2 separate regions of the Mus musculus genome follow, and region 2 is linked to region 1. A link is a contact called in public HiChIP or PLAC-seq data. All regions are on one chromosome and are shown on one strand. The core of a region is the stretch at or near the end of the contact, and the rest is flanking DNA. Distances in the headings are between cores, read along the strand shown. Region 1 overlaps Sorbs1 (sorbin and SH3 domain containing 1). Region 2 has its middle 32 kb from the start of Sorbs1.

Region 1 (5,110 bases), core at 1,324-3,823:
CTGGTCTACTAACAACTCCACTGTGCTTGAATGTTCCTGGAGCTTGTGAGCCTCTCCCTGGGCTGAGGCACCCCCACCACCAGGTCAGAAGCCAAAGGAAAGAACCAACTAGGGATGGGCTGGTGGAGAGAACTCAGTAGCCTGAGTAGAAAGCAGAGTGTGTGGGGAAGGGAGAGGGAGGTGGGAAAATCAGTGGTGACCCTGAAGACCCTCAGCCTGCAATCCAGGCGTGGTCCCCTGTTCTGCAGCTTGGGACCCATTTTGTTTTGGGATGACTAAGTCCAAGGAGAAACCCTGAGCTGACCTCATAGAGCAAAGAAGTTCAAGTCTATTGTTACAGACCTGGGATCATTAAGACTCCTGGCTCTATTGAGGTTGATCTCTTTACTGTCTGTGGAAGAGGATTTAAAGAGGCAAATCACAGTGAGGGATGTTTGATTTAAGGAAAGCTTTTTAAAGAGCCCACGTTAGGGGTGTGCATTTGCATACAAACAATGAGAGTGCTAATTAAAATGATTCTCACATCCTTGTTTCAGCAGCACAGGACTGCTGCCTGGCAACACTTGCACAGTGGAAGGGAGCGCTTTGAAAGCCAGCCTGGTCCATCATTCTAATCAAGGAAGACATATTGTGAGCCTTTCATCTGCAAGGCGCTGTGCTAGGACCACTCTGTGTGTGTGTGTGTGTGTGTGTGTGTGTGTGTGTGTGTGTGTGTGTGTGTGTGCGCGCGCGCGAGTGTGTGTGAGTCTAGAGTATCAAACCTAATAGTTGTCTTCTAGGGTGGCAGGTGACAACATAGGGAAGTCTGAGTGGAACCTGTGAATTGAAAGGTTGGTAGGAAAGAGTAAAGAAGAGAAACGTCGTCCCACCTGTTGAGTTAGGACCTACTTGCTCACAGTGCTTTAGAAATTGCTAGCATTCTGCCATGTACAACTGCCCCTCCCCCCCCCCCCCCCAAAAAAAAGGAAAATAACAGACTTGTCTAATTCCCTTTGGAAGTCATAGCCCAGCATTTAAAGTATTTCTGTCATCGTCATCTTTGTTGGCATCAGCCATGACTGGGCACCTGCTGTTTGCGGCTGGTTTGGACTGGGCCCCAGGGAGTGTGGGAAGGGTTGATCTGGTCTAGAAGTGAAGTGAAAAATCTTTCAGCTCCTAAAGGAAGCTGCCGCTACCTTTATCTTTAACAAAGAAGAAGCATTTTCAGAGCATCAGGTCTGACATGGAGATGTCCGTGGACTGAAGTCTGTTCACTGGTTGGGAGACCTTGTTTGTAGTCATGTGGATTGGGTTGCACGTCCTGGCCACTTGCCAGCTTTGTGATCTTGGCTTGTGACCGACCTCTGAGCCTCCTTTTTCTCGTTTGTGAAATTGGGATTGATGTAAGGGTAATCATAATATGATGACGATGACAGTAGGCTTGCACTGTGTAGTGTACAGTAGAGTGTGCCTGGAGCTAGGCTGCTGAAGTTCACATTCCATTGCTCTGGAGCCCAGGAAAGTTGCTAAACCTCTCTGGGGCTGTCTAAAGGAGTAAAAAGGAGTAAACAATAGTGCCCTTACCAGAGGATTGTTAAAAGTAAAAATTATAAAGCACTGTATGAGAAAACATTTAATAATCATTAAAAACACACACACACACCTATAATTTTGATTTTCAGATTTTTGAGAGCTTTGACCCTGGGCAAGTATTACTCCAGCTCTCTTAGTCCCTGTTCCTTGTTGTTTATGTATAGTGGAGGTAGCCAATGTTCTAATGTATTAAAACACTTTCTGGAAGGAATTGTCAGAGCTGGGATCAGAACTCATATACTTGCTTTAAAAGTGGCTGCAGGCACATCTGTAGCCATTTATGCAGGCAGATGGCTGTGCGTGTATTAAAAAGTCTTTCATACCATAAATGTGTTCAGTAAAAAGCCAGTCCCCTCTTCTCGACGGCCGCTGTCCTGTCTCATATACCTGTGCTGGTATCTCTGGTGTTGTTGCTATCTGATGTCCCTATCAGCTGTGACTTTGAGCTCATGTCCTCTAATGGGATCTCGGGGGCACACCAAGGTAGCTATCACACTTTGGTCTTTTTTGGTCTTAGTGCTTCCTCTCTGGCTGGATTTGGCTTTGAAGACCAAAAAAGTCTATTGTATTGCGAGACCTGTTGAAGGTATTACAACCTTCCGGAAAAGGCTAATATGAAGTCATGCTTGCGAATGAAGTGCTGAGAAACATAGGAAATCATTGTATTGGGGAATAAAGCAAAGCAAAACAAAACAGAACAACAACCCCAGCTTCAACACATTTGCTGACTCCCTGTCACTCAGGCATTTTTTCATGTTTGCTGATGAAATGAACACTTTAAAATGCTGTAACATAATGTATTAAAAGACAAACACTACCCTCAATGAGTGGCGAGAGGTGCTTTAGTACTCACACCCTATTTTGGGCCTCTGGAATTCAGTTCCTTCCTGTTGCCAGCTGAACCTGATGCATTAGATGAAAATATAGTCCTATCTTCAAATGTGGACAGCGGGACATTCTGTCCTCTGAATTTCAGTGTTTGACTTGGGTGTTGCAGGAAACTTGGCACCCTCCCTTTTCAAAATAATAAACAGACATGATGTGGCCTCGTGTTTCATCTGATGGGCTTAGATGCTATTGCCTCATAAAGGCTGATTCATAGACAAATGGTAACTAATTATAGTAGCTTAAAAATAATACCCCTGTTTGAAGTTGACAAGGCAGGATGCCATGCGAGTCTTGGAGGACATGAGAGACTCTGTTTCTTTGGTGTTACGGAGGTGACACACACTTTTCTAGTTTAGCTGCTTGGTGGTTGTATTGGTTCATTAACTGCTGTCTTCATTTTAATTTTTCTAGTGCCTCCTCTGTGCACAAATACAGGAAATGTCTTTTTCTTGCTAGCTGTCTACCATATACATACAAACATATATACATACAAACACACATATATATATATATATACATACATTTACCTGTTCGTTCATTCATTCATTCATTTATCTACCTATTATGTACCAGGGTTTCTCATCTATTTATTTATTTGTTTGTTGGTTGGTTGATTGGTTGGTTTGTTGTGTGCTGGGGATCTAGCCTAGGACCTTGTACAGGTCTTCTGTACACTAGGCAATGTTCTTAGCTCTACTGATGATATCTTAATGAAACGGTGTCATGTTTGAAAAAAGCAAGTGCATTTTTTTTTCTAGTTCAAAACGTTCAGAATCCTTCTATGAAAAATAGCAGGAAGTTGTCTACTCCTTCATGGAAAGTTTAAATGACATATTATAGCATGCTTTTTAAAAAAGCAATTGGTTATTATTTCATGTGCATGTGTGGGGTTTGAGTGCACGCATGTGCACTGTATTTGTGCAGGCCCTCAGAAGTCTGAAAAGGTCATCCGATCGATCCCTTGCAACTGGAGCTGTAGGTGGTTTTGAGTCCCTGAACTTGGGGCCTCTGTAAGAACAGCAAGAGCACTCATCTGTGAACAATCTCTCCAGAGGATTGTTATCACAGATTACTTTCATTGCTTCTACCTCACTGTGAATTAATTTTACTCCTGATTTAGTTTTCTCTAAGTAAATAGACCGTATGTGATCGTGTATAAAACTTAAAAATTAGGAAAATATCTGCAATAAGAGTGAATCTTCTGCCCTTCCTGCCTTGGCCAGCTCTCTTCAGAGGCAGTCTGGGGCACCACTTGCCTGCATTCTCTCCTGGAGATGTCTTTTGCATTAACCCAGAAGGACCTCTGTGTACACCCTCCACCATATTCTTTACCTTGATATTTGTTTTCTTTTAATCCATGATCTTGGAGGTCTTCTCACTTTACAAATTGAATTGCTTAGTCTCTGAAAACCAGTTGTTTTAAAAAGTGGCTGTGTGATCAGAGAGCAATTGTTTCACTCTTTTACCTGTGAAGCTAAGCATGGTATTGTGTGAATAATGGTGTCCATCTACTGAACTGTTTTGCTGCTATGAGCAGAACTTGAGAACTCAGGGACATGAGTGCTTTCTCCTGTTACTATTGCACTGCATGGTTTTAGCCAGTTAATCTTTTTGTACCTCAGTTTCCCCATTGATACAAGGATATTTATCTCCATGTGAAGATATGATAATTAAAAACACTAGTCTCTATTGAGTGCTCAGCCCTAATTGGTGCGTCTCTATTAACCTTGCCTGCCCCCTCTGACCCCCAAGACTCAGGAACATCAATAAAGAAGAGGTAGGAAGAATATGCCAAGTGGGGCTCAGGGACAGTGCTGTGAAATGTGTCTTCTTGACATGACTTAGCCTTTCTACTTGTAAATAGGTATGCTTACCTGTGTAAGATCAAGCCAACAGAACCAGTCATTCCAATAGGCAGCATCAATTACACTTATGGGGAAAAAAAAATCTCAACTAAAACACCCCAAACCAAAACAGGTGAAGGCATGAATTAGAGAGGGGGGGCATATTTGAAGGAGAAAGGCGGGGGAGGAGTTAGGATATATATGATGAAGAGGCATGGTTTACAGGTATGAAATTGTCAGAGAGTAAATGAACAATAGAAATAAAGAAACAAAGCCCTACTAGTCTGTGCTGGGCCAGTGCTGGGCATATTGATAGACGTGGGAACACATGTATCCTAAGGTGAACTTAACCTCTGCATGTTCCTGAACTGACCTCTGACGTAGAAGCTTTGACACAGTATGGTGCCTGTGGGTTATATGTGTCTCTTAGATTTCCTCGGATCCCATGTTCATCCTCTTCCGTTTCCTGTTATTTTTGTATGACGTGCTAGAGGAGAAGAGTGAAGATGGTATTTCAAGCCTTCTTTTTCATGGGTTCACACTCCTCAAACGCATGTCTATTAAATGATTTCCCCCACATCTGACCCGGGCAGAGCTTTATAATAACCAGATGTTTATATCTAGGTAACTATGTAGTTCATGTGTGCATATATGATTCAGCATTTATTGAATGGTTTCTGCATGTTTTAGGCTATAAATAGAATCTTTAGTAATGTCTAGAAGGCGCACTTACTCTGGTTTATTTGTCTTTGGCAGTGGGAGTTCAAAGGTCTCTTTTCTTACTGCAGCAGAGACCACTCCTTTTG
Region 2 (5,110 bases), core at 1,667-4,166, 110 kb before region 1:
ACTGCATTGTGAGGGAGAGGTGACCACGTTCTGTGCTGTCATTCCTCGTGAGCTTGATGCTGTTCCCAAACTCCAGAAGTGTCTTGCTACTGATGATGCTACATTCAAGAGCCAGATTTTCCTATCCTGTCTGCAGCTGCTCCCCCAGAAGACCACACTGGTCCACTCTGTAAACACTGAGGTACAGAGCACAGAGTCTGAATAGACATTTAAGCACCGGGGCAGTGTGGGGAGCTATCACTGAGAAGGGCATGAAGCAACAGAGATCTTAGTTTGAATCTGAGAGAAAGGGAGAGGAATATTGCCTGTTGCCTGTTGCCTGAAAGAGAGGAGGTGATCCTGGGAGGGCTGAAGGGGAGAGAGTGTGGCAACAAAGTGAGAAACAAGGTTTCCAGATACTACACATGATTGATACAGTGTGGTACTGAATAGAGGGGGGTGGGGGCTCAGCATCCAAGAGCTAGCCACGCAAGCCTAATCCCTATAACCACAGTGGAAGAGGAGGACTGATTCCTACCAGTTATCCTATAACTTTCTCACATGCATGTGCAAATGTCATCGCCTCAAATAATAACAAAAGTAAAACAAATGCAGAATTTACATCCCCGAGAAAACACAAAGTTTCGGTATAGTTTTAGTCATCTGAAAATTTTAACTGTTAATCAACCCCCCCCATATATATATATATATATATATATATATATATATATATAACTATGAGATGCTGTTTGTTGTCATTATTACTCTGATGCCCCTAAGTTTGTGTGCTGGATAATTTGCTGTTAATTTGACCCAAGCTAGAGCCATCAGAGAGTAGGGAGCCTCAATTGCGAAAATGCCTCCATAAGATTGGACTGCAGGCAACCCTGTTAAGAACCTTTTCTTAATTAGTGATTGATGGGGGAGGGCCCAGCCCACCATGTGTGGTGCCATCCTGGACTTGTGGTACTCAGGTCTGTAAGAAAGCAGGTTGAGCAAGCCATGAGGATTAAGCCAATATGCAGCATCCCTCTGTAGCCTCTACATCAGTTCCTGCCTCTAAATTTCTTCCTCATTTGAGTTCCTGCCCTGACTTCTTTCAGTGATAGACTATGATGTGGAAGTGTAAGCCAAATAAACCCTTTCTCGCCCAGCTTGCTTTTGGTCATGATGTCTCATCACAACAATAATAATAACTCTAAGATGGATAGATATTGTTTTATTTGGGGGTAAGATTTTTGTGCTCTGTTATAACAAAAGCCTCTTGCACTTGTATTTCCATGTACAAGTAACAAGAAGTGCAACTCAAACTAGTATAAAGAAAAATAGTTGTTTATATAACTGAAGAAGCCCGGAGGTATGGAGAATTGCAGGCTGGTATCCAGTTGAGCTGAGGTCTGAACCCCGATGGTCATAATTCACCTACATGACATGGTAGGTGTTCCCTCATGCTCCTGGAACTCTGGCCTCTGCCTAAGTTACCACCCCCTACAGCCCCCACAAGAGAAGCATGGCCAGTAGTCATATAGACAATGGACCAAGCTTCTGACCTTCAGGCTATACTCCTCCCCAGTTACCTAGCAACAGTGAAGACCATAAAAGGGGTGCTCAGCCCCCACCTTGCTCTCTTACTCTTACTCCTCACTCTCTTACTTCTTACTCCTCTCTCTCCCCTCTCTTTGTCTTTTCTCCTTTATCTTCTCCTCTCCTCTCTCTTATTCTTTTTCTCTCTAGCTCTCTCTCTCTCTCTCTCTCTCTCTCTCTCTCTCTCTCTCTCTCTCTCTCTCTCTCTTCCCTTTCTCCCTACATTTCTATAATAAAGCTCTTAAACCATAGAGAGTCTCTGCTCCATCAAGATCCGCTGCACACTCTGGTCGGTGTTGGGAACCTCTTCCCTTATCCCTCTCTCCTACAACCCAGGTTTAGCAAGGTAGCTCCATTGTCCCCAGGTTGGGGCTGCCCCTTCTCCACCCCCTGATGAGTGGGTCAGAGGCTTAGATGCCCACCCAGGGCTGAGTGGAAAGCATCTGGGAGCCCCCCTCCCCAAGCCTGCATCTGCCTGCTCAGAGCACAGGAACTCTGGCCAGATGTTGGGCCCCTTTTCCCTTCCCCCAGGGCCTCCCCAGGGTCCCCCCTTTTTTGTTCCCAACATGGAGGTATAGTCTGACATGATTTGATTAGGATTCGAGCCCTGTTTCTCTAGAAATCTCTGTAAACTGGGTCTCCTCAAGCTTTGGAGTCTTCAGCATCATCGCAGAACTTATCGAAACATCACAGAGTCAATAGATCTGACGCAGTGGCAGAGTTTTCCATCTAGGTATGGGGGTATTCTTTCTATCGCTCAATTGCAAATCTTCAGTTCTTCCTATGTGGCATCCACACTGCCCAGGCATTGTGGACAGTGGGGGAACATTTGAAAGCTAAGTACATCTTTGACACTCCTCCTAGTCAGTCAGACAGGCAACACACACACACACACACACACACACACACACACACACACACCTTTAGTCATCACTGAGTTTATGGGTATTCATATACTCAATACTTCAAACTGGCCCAAAGAGCACAGAAGGACCAGCTAAAACTGAGAAAGACAAGACTGTCTTCTCTGAGACAGGAAGTAAGCCCTCACCAAGAACTGAATCCTGGACCTTGGAAGTGCTGGCCACCTGTTTTGTTGGGGAAGGGTGATTGTCTGGGAAGCATTGGGTTTTAGAAGGAACTCCTATGGCACCACTGGTAAGAATGTTCCCTGTGCAAGCATCAAGACTTGAGTTTGGAACAGAATCACATTTAAAACCGAGATGTAGTTACATATGCCTGAATACCCAGCAATATGGAGAAAGTAGAGTCAGGAGATTCACTGGGACTTGCTGTGGGGATGAGCCTGCCAGTCCTACTTTCCCTGAGCCATCCGAGCTCTCTAACACTAGAGGGCAGTCTAGCCCCATGGACCTGAGCAAGTCTGCTTTTCCTCAGTCTACCAAACACTTCTCGCAGTTCCATCCTGCTCTGCTAGGAATTGCTAAATTGCATCTCAGACAGAAGGAGGACATGGGCTTTTGCTGCTTAACCTATGGAAACTATGTAACATTTCTAAACTTTTGTAATGCTGATGCATACCTGAGGTTTTTGAGATCCTAGGGGAAGCACTCAACATCATGTCCAGCACATGGTACACTGGCCTAATGTTACAATGTATACTTCTAAGGAATAGATTTCAGCTTAGCCCTGGACATTGCTCTTAATGTTTAAGCATCCCTTCCTAAGAAATCAGGTAGTGCCATTCTTTGAACATAGGTACTATGTATCAGATGGCATCTTAGGATACTGAGGAAAAATCACTATTTTTCTTTCCTAGATATAGAAACTGAGAATTGGAAAGGTTGCCTGGGCACTTCAAGGTCACATGGCAAATGGTTGTGGAATCTAGATTTAAACAAGGGACCATGGCTTCACTGGGCCGTGGCTGAAGACCTTCCCCAGAAGGTTTTTTTGTTTTGTTTTGTTTGTTTGTTTTGTTATTTGTTTGTTTGTTTGTTTGTTTTCCGAGACAGGGTTTCTCTGTATTGTACTGGCTGTCCTGGAACTCACTTTGTAGACCAGGCTGGCCTCGAACTCAGAAATCTGCCTGCCTCTGCCTCCCGAGTGCTGGGATTCCCCAGAAGTTTCTTAAGCTTTGGCTTTGAGGCTAATCCTATGGCTAAAGGAGGTCGGCATAGCTACTCACTGGACCCCCTTTCAGTAATCAGATCCTCATTTCTGCTCCAGCTTTGCAAGAGGAGCTGCTGGGCTGGAAACTCTTCCACACCTGCTCTGGGAGGGAGCCAACTGAGTCTTAATGATTTAGGGAGTCTCTAGCCACTTGATATGACGAGCAGGTGTGGATGCTTCCGTGACTTTTTATAGCATGCCTTTACTTACCCTTGTCCCCTCCCCCAGATGCTGGAGGAAAAAAGAGGTGACATTCTCCATCCTGCAGGTGTGTCTGCCTCCTTCTTCATTTTCTACCCAGAAAACCATTTTGGAAGGCACGGACCAATTTCCTTGCAAGCTTCAAGTTGCACCTGCTGGTATAGATAGGATCCTAAGTAGCAAGTAGATAACTCATCTTTTTCTGTTAACACACATTTCCTTTTCTTGACCCTAAACTTACCACAAGTCAAGCACAAAGATTGAGTTTACATGAATGAACAAAAGCTAGATTTTTTTTTTGTATTGTGGATTGCAGCTATGTGAACAGGGGTGGCGGGAGGGGGTGTCCTACGCTGAGAAAAAAGAATTGGAAGGGAATATGAATAGAAAAGTGGCAAGTGGCCCAACTAGGGTCATGTGTGACCTTTACCTAGGCACTTACATACACCCCAGACCGTAACTGCTCAACTCCCTTTTCCTCACTCTTTTCTGGAGCTATTATTGCCCGGTGGGGTGCAGGATGGGGTGTCACTGTGGCACCACGAAAGCCCTGTTTTCAGGTTTGTTCTTCACTTGCACCGTCAGCCTGTGACTGAATTGTTAGCACCATCTTTCCTAGCTCCCAAACTGCATTGTGAAGTGAAGCCAGGGGAATCCACTGAGTTCTAATCATGTATCTCTTCCTTATAATGAAATAACTCATCATGAAAAGTCTTGTTTTGGGCTGGTGAGATGGCTCAGTAGTTAAGAGCACCAACTGCTCTTCCAAAGGTCCTGAGTTCAAATCCCAGCAACCACATGGTGGCTCACAACCATCTGTAACAAGATCTGATGCCCTCTTCTGGAGTGTCCGAAGACAGCTACAGTGTACTCACATATAATAAAATAAAATAAATAAATCTTTAAAAAAAAAAAAAAGAAAAGAAAAGTCTTGTTTTTATCGTTGATGGTTCGTTTTGTCCGCTTGACACAAACTAGAGTCACTTAGGAAAAGGGAACCCCAACTGAGCAATTGCCTCTATCAGACTTACTGATTGATGTGGGAGGGCCCAGCCCATTGTGGGCAGTCCCATCCTAGATAAATGGGCCTGGGCTCTGTAAGTAAGATAGCTGAGCAAGTCAGCAAGCAGTGTTTCCTCCCTGGTCTCCGGCTCAGTTCTTGCCCTGACTTCCCTCAGTGATGGATTGTGATCGGGGAGTCTTAAGATGAAAT

The links. HiChIP or PLAC-seq counts read pairs in DNA pulled down with a chosen protein or histone mark.
Region 2: a contact with region 1 is called in an H3K27ac HiChIP or PLAC-seq map of heart atrium, with 5 times the contacts expected there. The contact joins two enhancer-like sites. A contact is called at or near these places in 5 of 484 Hi-C or Micro-C datasets (the G1E-ER4 cell line, the HL-1 cell line and liver), 4 of 115 datasets of contacts at active chromatin or transcription factors (cardiomyocytes, embryonic fibroblasts, embryonic stem cells and 1 more) and 3 of 9 other capture datasets (adipose tissue, embryonic stem cells and pancreatic islet).

Annotation. Positions count from the first base shown.
Region 1 is chr19:40,429,679-40,434,788 of GRCm38.p6, reverse strand. The region is part of intron 2 of Sorbs1 (sorbin and SH3 domain containing 1); the gene reads left to right. Among named protein-coding and RNA genes, the nearest start is that of Sorbs1, 82 kb to the left of the region's middle. Within about 2 kb of position 2,573, at least 29 of the 459 cell types and tissues checked have an H3K27ac peak or open chromatin away from gene starts, as enhancers often do. A contact at or near this core is called in heart atrium, where this site is marked.
Region 2 is chr19:40,542,872-40,547,981 of GRCm38.p6, reverse strand. No RefSeq gene overlaps it. Among named protein-coding and RNA genes, the nearest start is that of Sorbs1, 32 kb to the right of the region's middle. Within about 2 kb of position 2,916, at least 3 of the 459 cell types and tissues checked have an H3K27ac peak or open chromatin away from gene starts, as enhancers often do. A contact at or near this core is called in heart atrium, where this site is marked.